Regions from separate parts of the Mus musculus genome. Here region 2 is linked to region 1. The links are chromatin contacts, called in public promoter capture Hi-C maps. All regions are on one chromosome and are shown on one strand. The core of a region is the stretch at or near the end of the contact, and the rest is flanking DNA. Distances in the headings are between cores, read along the strand shown. Region 1 holds the start of Adgrl3 (adhesion G protein-coupled receptor L3). Region 2 has its middle 130 kb from the start of 1700031L13Rik.

The links. Promoter capture Hi-C pulls out the DNA fragments that hold promoters and counts their contacts.
Region 2: a contact with region 1 is called in a promoter capture Hi-C map of embryonic stem cells, with 5 times the contacts expected there. The contact joins the enhancer-like site here to the promoter of Adgrl3 in region 1. A contact is called at or near these places in 6 of 39 promoter capture datasets (embryonic stem cells, hippocampal neurons, liver and 2 more) and 2 of 115 datasets of contacts at active chromatin or transcription factors (embryonic forebrain and embryonic stem cells).

Annotation. Positions count from the first base shown.
Region 1 is chr5:81,017,499-81,022,959 of GRCm38.p6, reverse strand. Adgrl3 (adhesion G protein-coupled receptor L3) reads right to left here and starts at 2,208. Exons shown (of 27, transcript NM_001359828.1): 1 at 1,615-2,208.
Region 2 is chr5:82,252,466-82,257,788 of GRCm38.p6, reverse strand. No RefSeq gene overlaps it. Among named protein-coding and RNA genes, the nearest start is that of 1700031L13Rik, 130 kb to the right of the region's middle. Within about 2 kb of position 3,873, at least 4 of the 459 cell types and tissues checked have an H3K27ac peak or open chromatin away from gene starts, as enhancers often do. A contact at or near this core is called in embryonic stem cells and stem cell-derived epiblast-like cells, where this site is marked.

The sequences.
Region 1 (5,461 bases), core at 959-3,458:
AATGAGTAAGCCACCCAGGAAAGTAAGCACAACAGCCACCAGCAGGTTCGGCTCTGAGGGAGACAGTGGCAAAGATGCTTACACTGTTGTTTACAATGTTCTCTAACTACTGCAGTCTGGGGCCATGGGAGCCTCAGGGAGGAGACACTCGGGAGGTGGCTCCCAAGCCTCCGGTTCTCCCAACTGCTCTCTCACTGGCTATCGATAAAAGCAACACACGTTTCTGTTCGGGCGAGGAATGTGGCCAGATCATTCCGGAGACCAAGGATTCTGTGGGGGCTATACTTGATTACCGCAAATCTGCGAGAGGCGACTGCTCTAGCAGGTCTAATCAAGGCCAATCTGGGATACGGTGGAGCGCTGCACCAGCAACTCCAAACATTGCACGCATCTCTAGGGGAGAGGGAACCTGCCGCCAGGCTTCCTCGCAACCCCACCGGGGGCCCTCTGGGCCTTCTCAAACCAGCTTTTCCAGCTAAGCAGATCCCAAGCGATTTCTATGAACAAGCTTGACCTAAGTAGCTTCAGCTCTCCTATCCCTGCACAGGTCTGCCCGCCACCCTAAGCGCACAGGATCCTAGACACACAGATACCACGCACGCCGACCACTGGTCAACTACCCTTCCAAACAGTGGGCTGCATTGCTGGATATCCCGCATGCCCAGCAGCCTCCTCTGGGCTAGAACCAGAGGCTGTCCAGTGCTGGTCCTCGCGCTCCACTTGAGCCCAGAGACTGCCCATCTCCCAAGAGAAGCACCCAGGTGCAAGCTCGCCTACCTGTAACCCGCCACCAGGGCCACCACTGCTCTGCCCACCGCACCCCGGCGCCGCGGACGCCCGACCCATTGAACATCCTCTCCACACTGGGTGCTCACTCCTGGCACAGCTCAACCCCGTGACACTCACGAAACTGACCAGCTTTCTCTAGCTAAATCGCTCAACAAAGCCTAGGCACTCAGGTCGAAATCAAACTGCCCGGCTGGAAGATACTCAAGAGAGATTTTTGGAGGCAACCCGATTCCACTTCTCAGGGGCGCGACCTGGGCAATCTCAGCCACCTTGGATGTTCCAAGGCAGGCGTCTAGGGAGGATCAACCAGGCTCACCACCACACATTCGCCATCACCCCGAACTGCGCTCCTCACCCGGTCCCTGTTCGTCCTCCAACCCGTTCCCACGTCCAGTGTTGCTCCAGACTAGCGGAGAAAAGGCGCCCCCTTGGCTGCTTTCTGCCCCTACTAAAGGACGGCATTGGGGTGACAGGGCAGGGAAAATGCGCGGGGTGGGATTCGTTCTTGTCACCCGGCGTGTGCGACTGACAGTGCGCTGGTTCTCTTCTCCTCTATATCTCCCTCTGGCACCTAATCGCCCAGTAGCTGATAAAACCTCGAACCCATGCCAAACCCCAGCGCCCACCAGCCAGGAGGCTCCCTTCCCGCCCCGCATCACGATCAGATGAGTGTGCGCATGAGGGCGAGTGTGCGAAGGCGAATGTGTGAGTGGAAGGGTGAGTGTACGTGAACCCCGCACCCCCTCGGTTGCCAGCCCATCGGATGCCGCCGCCTGCGCCCGACCAGGGCGACCACAATTATGAAGAGTGCAAAGAATAAATTACCTTTCGTAACCGCCGGTCCCTGAGATGGTCCCATCAGTTGCTCAACAACCTGCAACCCGGTGCAGTTTTCCACAATCCATCCATTGAGCCCCGGGGCACACACACACACAAAAAAAGAAGAAATAAAAAAAGAAGAAGAAAGAAAAAGAAAACAGAAAAAAGATGGACCTGTCCCACTGTAGACACCCCAGTCACACCAAGCAACGACTGATCAAACCGCAGAGACGACAGGAGGGTGGAGACCCCAGTCAAAGAAACAACAAAAAGTGTCTCTTTTCCTTTCTTCTTCTACACAGCCATGGAGAAAGGGGAAGCCGGGAAAGCCAATGCTAGTCTTCCTTTACGTTTCCTCGCTTCACACGCCCCAGGGGGGCAAAAGCGGAGCAAAGAGAAGGAGGGTTCAAATGTCTCTCTCAGGGCACAGTTGCACAACTTCGGAGTCAGGCTGTGTCTCTCGCTGCAGCCGGTGGACCCAAGCGGGAGCTATTAACATGCGGCAGTCATAACCAGAGCTGCTTTCCCTCCTCCTGCAGCCGCCGCCGCCGCCGCCGCCGCAAGAAAAGCAGCTGCTGAGGAGACCAAAAATCTTCCACCATCCCCCCCCCCGCAGCCGATCTTTATATCCAGTTCTCCCACCCCACCCCCCTTCTCTTTCTTTTTCTTCTTCTTCCTCGTCCTCCCCTTTCCGCCTCCGAGCGAGAGGGAGGGGATAGGTAGGGGCAGCGGCGAGGACCAGTAGTGGCTTCTCCGCCCAGTCCTCCTCGCCGTCCTCCTCCTGCTGCCCCCGAGGTGCTCCGGCAGCAGAGGGTCCGCTCTGCCGCCCGCAACCCGCTCCGAGAGCCCAGGCGCGAGCCGCGCAAACTCCTTGCCGGGTGCACGGCGTGGACGCGCGGGCAGAGCGGGCGCCGGGTCGCCGAGGGTTGCGTGCCTGCCGCGGGGGGCGAGCCCCGAGCTCCGGTGGTCGCCTATCAGCTCGCCGGCCAGGCCGGGTAGCTTCGGGCATGCGGGAGCTTCATCGCCCGGCCCGGGGTCTGAGCCGATGCCGTCACCGCCAACCTCCTCCTCGGCCGCCGGCTTCGGTCCTCTTTTTTTTTTTTTTTTAATTTTATTTAATTTTATTTTTTTCTCTTCTGGACTCCCCACCGGAGCCACTGAGGCTCGGGGCGCCCTCCAGACACGCACACGCTCTTCCCCTCGCGCGCACACACAGGGGCGAGCTCCTGCCCCAGCACACCGTGCAGCCCGCGCGCGCACACCCGGAGGGAGAAGACTGAGGCCAACGAAATAAATAAATAAATAAAAGAGAGAGCGAGAAGAAAGAAAGGGGAGGGGGGGGGGCGAGTCACAGGCGGTGGCGGCGGCAGCAGCAGCAGTAGCAGCTGCGGGAGCGGAGGCAGCGCGCAGTCCGCGAGATGCCAGCAGCGGCGGCGGCGGCAGCGGTGGCGGCGTCGCCCTCCTGGCCCGGCCGTGCCATCTGCATCCCCGCTCCTGGGAACTGGAGCGAGCGCTGCGGGCCGAGCGGGCGGAGGGGGCGGTCGCGCCCGCAGACAGGCAGCGTGAGCGCAGCGGCCAACGCAGCCGAGGCCCGAGTGAGCCTCTGGCGGGGTGACGGGGCGAGAGAGCTCCCAGGACCAGGGAGGGGGGCTCCAAGGCCGGGAAAGGGGCGGCCGGCAAAACCCGGATCTGGAGTCCGCGAGGGCTCCGCGGGCGCGGGCTCCACCTAGCCGCTCCGCAGAATCTTGGAGGTGGGAACCGTGGGGCGGCTAAGGGAGGCTTCCCTTGCAGGGTTTGTCAGACAAAGGGTATCTCTCTCCTGGATAGGAGCATCTCTCTCTCTCTCTCTCTCTCTCTCTCTCTCTCTCTCTCTCTCTCTCTCTCTCTCTCTCTCTCTCTCTTCTCTGCTCTCCATTTCCACTCATCTCTAGCCCCCCCCCCTCTCTCCACTCAATCTCTTCACTCTCCCTTCCTCCCTCCCGTTCTCCTCCTCCCCCACTCTTCTGCTCTAGGTGAATGAGGTACCAGGCTGGGAGTTCTGCCAGTGTCTTTTTTTTTTTTTTCAGGTGCAGATTACTCCACGTGTTCTTTATGCGGGTGCTGACTTCTAAAGCATTGCCTGCTTTGAGTCCATTTTATGTTTCTTGAAACTTACCTCAATGTACAAGTTCATTGCAAAATTGAAAGCACACCTTTCTACGAAAAGATAGGACCTAGAGACTCAATGATTTTGATTTCACTACAATAAAAATTACCATGAAGGATATAGAAAACTGTCTTGGTTCTATCTCCATGCCTTCTGCTGTGATAAAGTTTGCCCACGTGACCTTCATCAACTAATTGTACCTCTTTGGGATGCTTTTGTAAATGAAATTGTTAAAAAATGTCTTTCTTTCTTCCTTCCTTCCTCCCCCCCTCCCCCCCCCCGCTTCTCTCCTATAACATTTTATCGCTTCAAGGACTGTGGATGTAGTTTCTATATAAGCATAGTCTAGTGACTAGGATTTATTGTATGAAACCAACAGGTACATCACATTCCTATTCAGGTCTCCCAAGTTGAATGAGGCTGTATAGTGAGGCAGTATAGTGTCATAATGATCTCCTGGCCTGTGGGAATTTGCAAGTTGGAAACTACAACCCCAGCAGATCTGTAAAGCTAACCATCATCGTAATTATCTGATCATCCCTGACACAAGAATGAATTTCTTTCATTCTTCAAAGCTCAACTCACATGCCAGATTTTCTTTTTTTTCTTTTTATTTTTTTATTACGTATTTTCCTCAATTACATTTCCAATGCTATCCCAAAAGTCCCCCCTACCCTCCCCCCCCACCAGATTTTCTAAAGAACCCCTTTCTTAGCTATCCCAAGGTGAGAAAAAGCCTTTGTAACATATGGTATATGCTACACACACCATAGCCATTATCTTCTCTGCTACAGTTTGGATCCTAAGTATCCACCAAAGGACTTTATGTTAAAGGCTGGTCTCCAGCTACTGATGATTTTGTGGGGTAGTAGAATTTTTAAGAGGTTGGCTTGCTCTAAGGATGTTAGAACCTTGAAGATGGAACCTTGTAGAGGATCCAGGGACCTTCCCACCAAGTACCCTGTATCCCAGTCACGGAGGTGAACAGCTTTGTTTTGTTATACAATCAGAGGTATTGTTTTGTATCGTAAATATCAAAACAACAAAGACAATTAGGCTTAGACTGAGGCCTCCAAAACTGTAAGCCAAAATGAACGTTCCCTCCCATGAGGTTACTTTTATAGGCATGCTGTCATGGGGAACGAAAATGTGACTAAGCAGCTAACTAGCTCACACAGCACTGTGATGGTACCTCTACCACAATGCCTATGTTGTCCTGCTTATTTTGGTCTCTTTTCAAATAATTAGCTGCATGTCACTATATCTTCTCAGATTATAAGAGCTCTCTTAAAGGTAAGTTCCAAGCTATATTGGGAAAGAATATACTATATATTATATGCTCTTTGTGTATCTAGTAATTCATTTGGGAGTGGGGGAAATAGAAAGTCAAAGAGATTTAATGGCTGAGTTCTGACCAAGTAGATTTTCATAGGCTCAAGTATGGCTGCTTTTATTCCCTTAATACAGGACATTTATAAGCGCCCTTGGATACGTAAATACAAATTGACATCTGGACTCACTTGTGACTTAAACAAGGGCTTCACCAAGACTAGACTAGCAAACTGTGACAAGAGACTCTTAGTTGTAAAGGAAGCAAGATGGAAACAACTCAGTTCCTATTTACCATATGCTTAGTGAATTTATTTAGAAAAATAATAGAATATTTTTAAGTGTATAAGGTATGAAGTAAATCAAAGATATTACATA
Region 2 (5,323 bases), core at 2,624-5,123, 1.2 Mb before region 1:
GCAACAGAGCTTCTTCGACAGGGTTGCTTCAGGCCTTCATCTTCAGCCAAGAGGTGGAGCTGAGACCCAGACCCCTGGGCACCTTCTTGCAAGAGGAGAGTCAACCTACAGGGAGGGCTCTGACCCCAGGACTCAGGAGGTGGGTCAGAGCTCCAGACTTCTGGGCACTTGCCCTGCAAGAGGAGAGCTTGCCTGCAGAAAGTGCTCTGACCACTGGAACTCAGGTTAGAGTTGGACTCCCAGGAGTGCTGACAGAAGCTAACAGAATCACAGGAGGAAAAGCTCCAGCCAGAGACAGCTAGAACATTAACACCACAGATTACCAGATGGCGAAAGGCAAATGTAATAATCTTACTAACAGAAACCAAGACCACTGGGCATCTTCAGAACCCAGTACACCCACCACAGTGAGTCCTGTATACTGCAACACACCCGAAAAGAAAGACTTGGATTTAAAATCATATCTCATGATGGTGGTAGAAGATTTTAATAAGGGCAGGAGCCACTTAAAGAAACAGAGAAGAACACTGCTAAAAAGGTAGAAGTCCTTAAAGAATTGCAGGAAAACACTGCTAAACAGGTAGAAGTCCTTAAAAAGGAAACACAAAATTCCCTTAAAGAATTACAAGAAAACACAACCAAACAGGTAATGCAATTGTACAAAACCATCCAAGATCTAAAAATGGAAGTAGAAACAATAAAGAAAACACAAAGGGAGACAATTCTGGAGATAGAAATCCTAGGAAAGAAATCAGGAACCATAGATAAGAGCATCAGCAACAGAATACAAGAGATGGAAGAGAGAATCTCAGGTGCAGAAGATTCCATAGAAAACATGGACACAACAATCAAAGAAAATGCAAAATGCAAAAAGATTCTAATTCAAAACATCCAGGAAATCCAGGACACAATGAGAAGATCAACTTCCCTTATGAACATCAATGAAAAAATACTCAATAAAATCCTCGAAAAAACAAATCCAAAAACACATCAAAACAATCATCCACCATGATAATGTAGGCTTCATCTCAGGGATGCAGGGATGGTTCAATATATGGAAACCCATCAGCTTAATCCACTACATAAACTCAAAGACAAAGATCACATGATCATTTCGTTAGATGCTGAGAAAGCATTTGACAAAATCCAATACCCATTCATTATAAAATTCTTAGAAAGATCAGGAATTCAAGGCTCATACCTAAACATAATAAAACCAATATACAGCAAACCAGTAGCCAACATCAAACTAAAGGGAGAGAAACTTGAAGCAATCCCACTAAAATCAGGGTCTAGACAATGCTGCTCACTTTCTTCCTACCTATTCAATATAGTACTTGACGTCCTAGCCCGAGCAATTAGACAACAAAAGGAAATCAAAGGGTTTCAAATTGAAAAGGAAGAAGTCAAAATATCGCTATTTGAAGATGATATGATAGTATATATAAGTGACCCTAAAAATTCCACCAGAGAACTCCTAAACCTAATAAACAGCTTCAGTGCAGTAGCTGCATAGAAAATTAACTCAAACAAATCACTGGCCTTTGTCTACACAAAGGATAAACCGGATGAGAAAAAAATTAGTGAAACAACACCCTTCACAATAGTCACAAATAATCTAAAATAGCTTGGTGTGACTCTAATTAAGGAAGTGAAAGATCTCTACAAAAAGAACTTCAAGTCTCCGAAGAAAGAAATCAAAGAAGATCTCAGAAGATGGAAAGATCTCCCATACTCATGGATTGGCAGTATTTCTTTACTATTGACAATTGGCAGTAACGTTTTGTGAACTTACACTAAATTTTGCTTTATTATTGCCCTATATTCACTTTTCAAAGGGATGAAGACAAATATTTTCTAGTTATTTAAAAATAATTTATTCTATTTTACTATTTCAGTATACTAGCTTTTTAGTTCATTTCTCCTCTCTTTTCTTCAATATTAACAGGTTTGTCCTTTCACTCATTTAATGCTTCATATGCTTGTCTTTAATTAACAACAACGAAAAACAAAAGGCTTTCCTCATTCGTGCCAATCTGTACAAATCATCCTGGGAGCTCCTTAGGAAGCATGTTTTCTTATATATGTCTAGGGTCCAGAGACCAAATCTTCATGGTGTGTCCCACTCCTATAGCTCATGAATCAGGACACAATTACACTCTTAAGGAAAAGAGAGCCCTTGAAAACAGTACACAGAGTTTCTGATGTATTCCCAAGAAATAAATTTAAATATGAATTAGTTTTAAATAGATTTATATTATTAATATGGTGAGGATTAAAATTATTTTTGTAAATGAGTTCCATCTGATAGTATAAATGTTGTTTAATTTGAAGTTTGGTACGCTTATTTGAAACCTTATCAAATTCATGTGACCGGGTGTTCACAACTTTGGAATCAGAAATGAAGGTTGAAAAGAAAATGATTAATGACAAGAAAGATTACTTTTTTATAGTTTCTATGAGAAAACATAGCAGGATTTTGAAAATAAACTAAAAAGTAGATAATTCACTCCTTTTACTCAATTCTCCTAGAGTAACTTCCTTGAAACAATGGACTCTCTCAGCAGTACTTGGAAAAACTGTACTGTAGGCAACCTAAAAGACAGATTTCACAGTACTCTAATTTCCTTAAAAGCATATGAATATACTGAATAGCAAATGAATAAAGCAGTTGAAAGCATTTAAAGTATTATAAATAATCATTTGCTTTAGCAGAACATATCAGGAAACTTAAGTTTTATTTATTTATTTTTTTTAAGTGCACTCAACTCCAAGACACCTTGGATTGGATAGCTCTTCTTTGTCTGGCTGACATTCCGAATCCCTGTAGACGTCTAGAAGGATCTTTGCATTTGGCATCAATTATAGAAAACTGCATATTGAACATACCCTTGCTGTCATTGAATATCTCTAAAGAACAACGTTCTATACACAAACTGGCAAACGTGCACTAAAGGTATTGTTGGTGGTGGTTTGTTTTAATCAACATCAAATAATTTTAATAGTGCTATGAGACTATTTTGTAAAATATATCAAACAATGTAAATAAGTTTGCCTCTTATGAAAATTTTCTTAGTTTTCTGAATTATTGCATATTGCGAATATATTTTATATAATGCATTTTTGGAAAAATTTATAAATTTCCTCTTTGACCAGGGAAAATAGTTTTGTACACAACTATGAAGCATATTGTAATAATTCCTATTTCCAGGCTTTTCTATATCAACATTCTTTGTATTTTTGATTCCCATAAGATTGTTAAAAGAATTTCTACAATTCATTAATTAACTAAGTATTTTCCAGTAGATATGAGTATATATATATATATATATATATATATATATATATATATATATATATTTCCTTTGATTTTAACATATATTTAAATGCTGTATTGACTGATGAACCATAGGTCAGGTATAAAATAATTACAATCATTGCCACGGTTGGGGCCCAGTCAGCCCCCCTCAATCTGTGAGAATCAGAGTCTCAGACAGAAGGGCACGGAGTTGTTGAGGGTGGGGTGACAAACAGACAGAACACAAGGGAGTGTACCGGATCTGAATGTATTGTCCAAATGAACACCAGAATTTTTTATACAGAAGAAAAACAAAAAGCAAGGCAAACACATCCACCAAGTTACAGTGACACCAAACAAAAGGAATGCATGCATCAAAAGATGGCAGGGACCAGACCATGTTTACCACTTAAAATGGAGCCAGGTGAATGCTCTGATGTAATGCTAGTCCATTGTTAAACCCACTGGGGTTCTTTAGTAAATACCTGATTATGCTTTTTCTCTGGGCCTAGTGAAGAAACCTGTACCAGAGGAGTTCCTTTCCACTAACTCTTTCATGGACAACTCACCTATTTGCTAGGCCATTGTGTATTCCCCTGTTTGGGTGAGACTCGGCTATTGTCCTAAGTAATCACTATGCAGACCAGCCCTGAGCTTTTATAGCTCTGTTCTTTGTAATGCCTGATTATTTTCACTGTCTCTACTAGAAGTGAATTTGAATGTTACTGAATAGGTAACATTCTTACTGAATTCCAAGCTCACCATCAGCTTCAAGGATTAGAACACTGGTGGAGGCTTAGCTATAGGTCAAAAATCAATCCTTTAAAGGCACTTATAATAAAACAATACTGAAAGAGAGCACATGGATTCATACACCAGACTAAAGCGGGGACAGAGTTTGAGTGTACAAGCTAAGGGAATGCCAAGGTTCCAGGAGGCATCGTTTTCTTGAAACTCCTCACTTCATGACTGCCTTCAGGCCTTTTTGCTTGTCAAGCAGACTTCACTGGAGTGGGTGTAGCAAGTCATACTGTTTGGCCATCATGTAACATTTCACTCAATATATGTAAAGAGCATTTGTTGTTTTATATGAAGACACTCAAATTATTATTTGATATTCAAAGTCTTATGTGTCAACAACTTTATAAGTATTTGAGCTAGCCCTTTTTTTTCCTCTTTTATTTTTAGGTATTTTCCTCATTTACATTTCAAATGCTACCCCAAAAGTCCCCCATACCCACCCCCCCAATCCCCTACCCACCCACTCCCCCTTTTTGGCCCTGGCGTTCCCCTGTACTGGGGCATATAAAGTTTGCAAGTCCAAAGGGCCTCTCTTTCCAGTGACAGCCCTTTTATATACAGGAAGTCAGACAAAGGAAGAAAATGGGAGTGGATATGTCATTGAGATAAATAGATTTTCTCCAAAAATATGCATTTTTATGTATTTATATATCCAGTAGATAATATTTAAAGCAGATAGGAAAACATTACATCCAAATACATGTTATGATTTTATGTTTTTGATAAGAGGTATGTCATAAAACAGATTTATCTAGTTTCAAAGAAAGTCTAATAGTCCTAATTACTCAAGCATAGCCCAGGGACTTAATGTATGAAGAAGTACTGTGCTTTAACTTAACATGTGCTATTGCCTATTTTGATTACTAAAAGTCTGAAATGTGCCTTTCTAGGAACCACCATGCACCATCCCAGGTAGTTTCAGGTGGGAAAAATATGTTTTTCCACTGCAACAGTTGTACTATAAAAATAGCAAATTAAAAATGGCCATTTGTATTATTGAGAAAAAATATTGTAGAAGTTTGAGTATTCTAGTTTCTTAATGAAATATTGGGTCATAAAGTAATTCTAGCTTCTGCTTTTGACACTAATACATCCATATTGTCCAAGAATTATGGATAGGGTGCTTTTTCAAAAGAATAAATAAAAATAAAAATAAAATATAGGACCAGTTAAATAATACCTATGAATCAAAAATACAATGGTTAGCAAAAGTGAAGGAGGTAT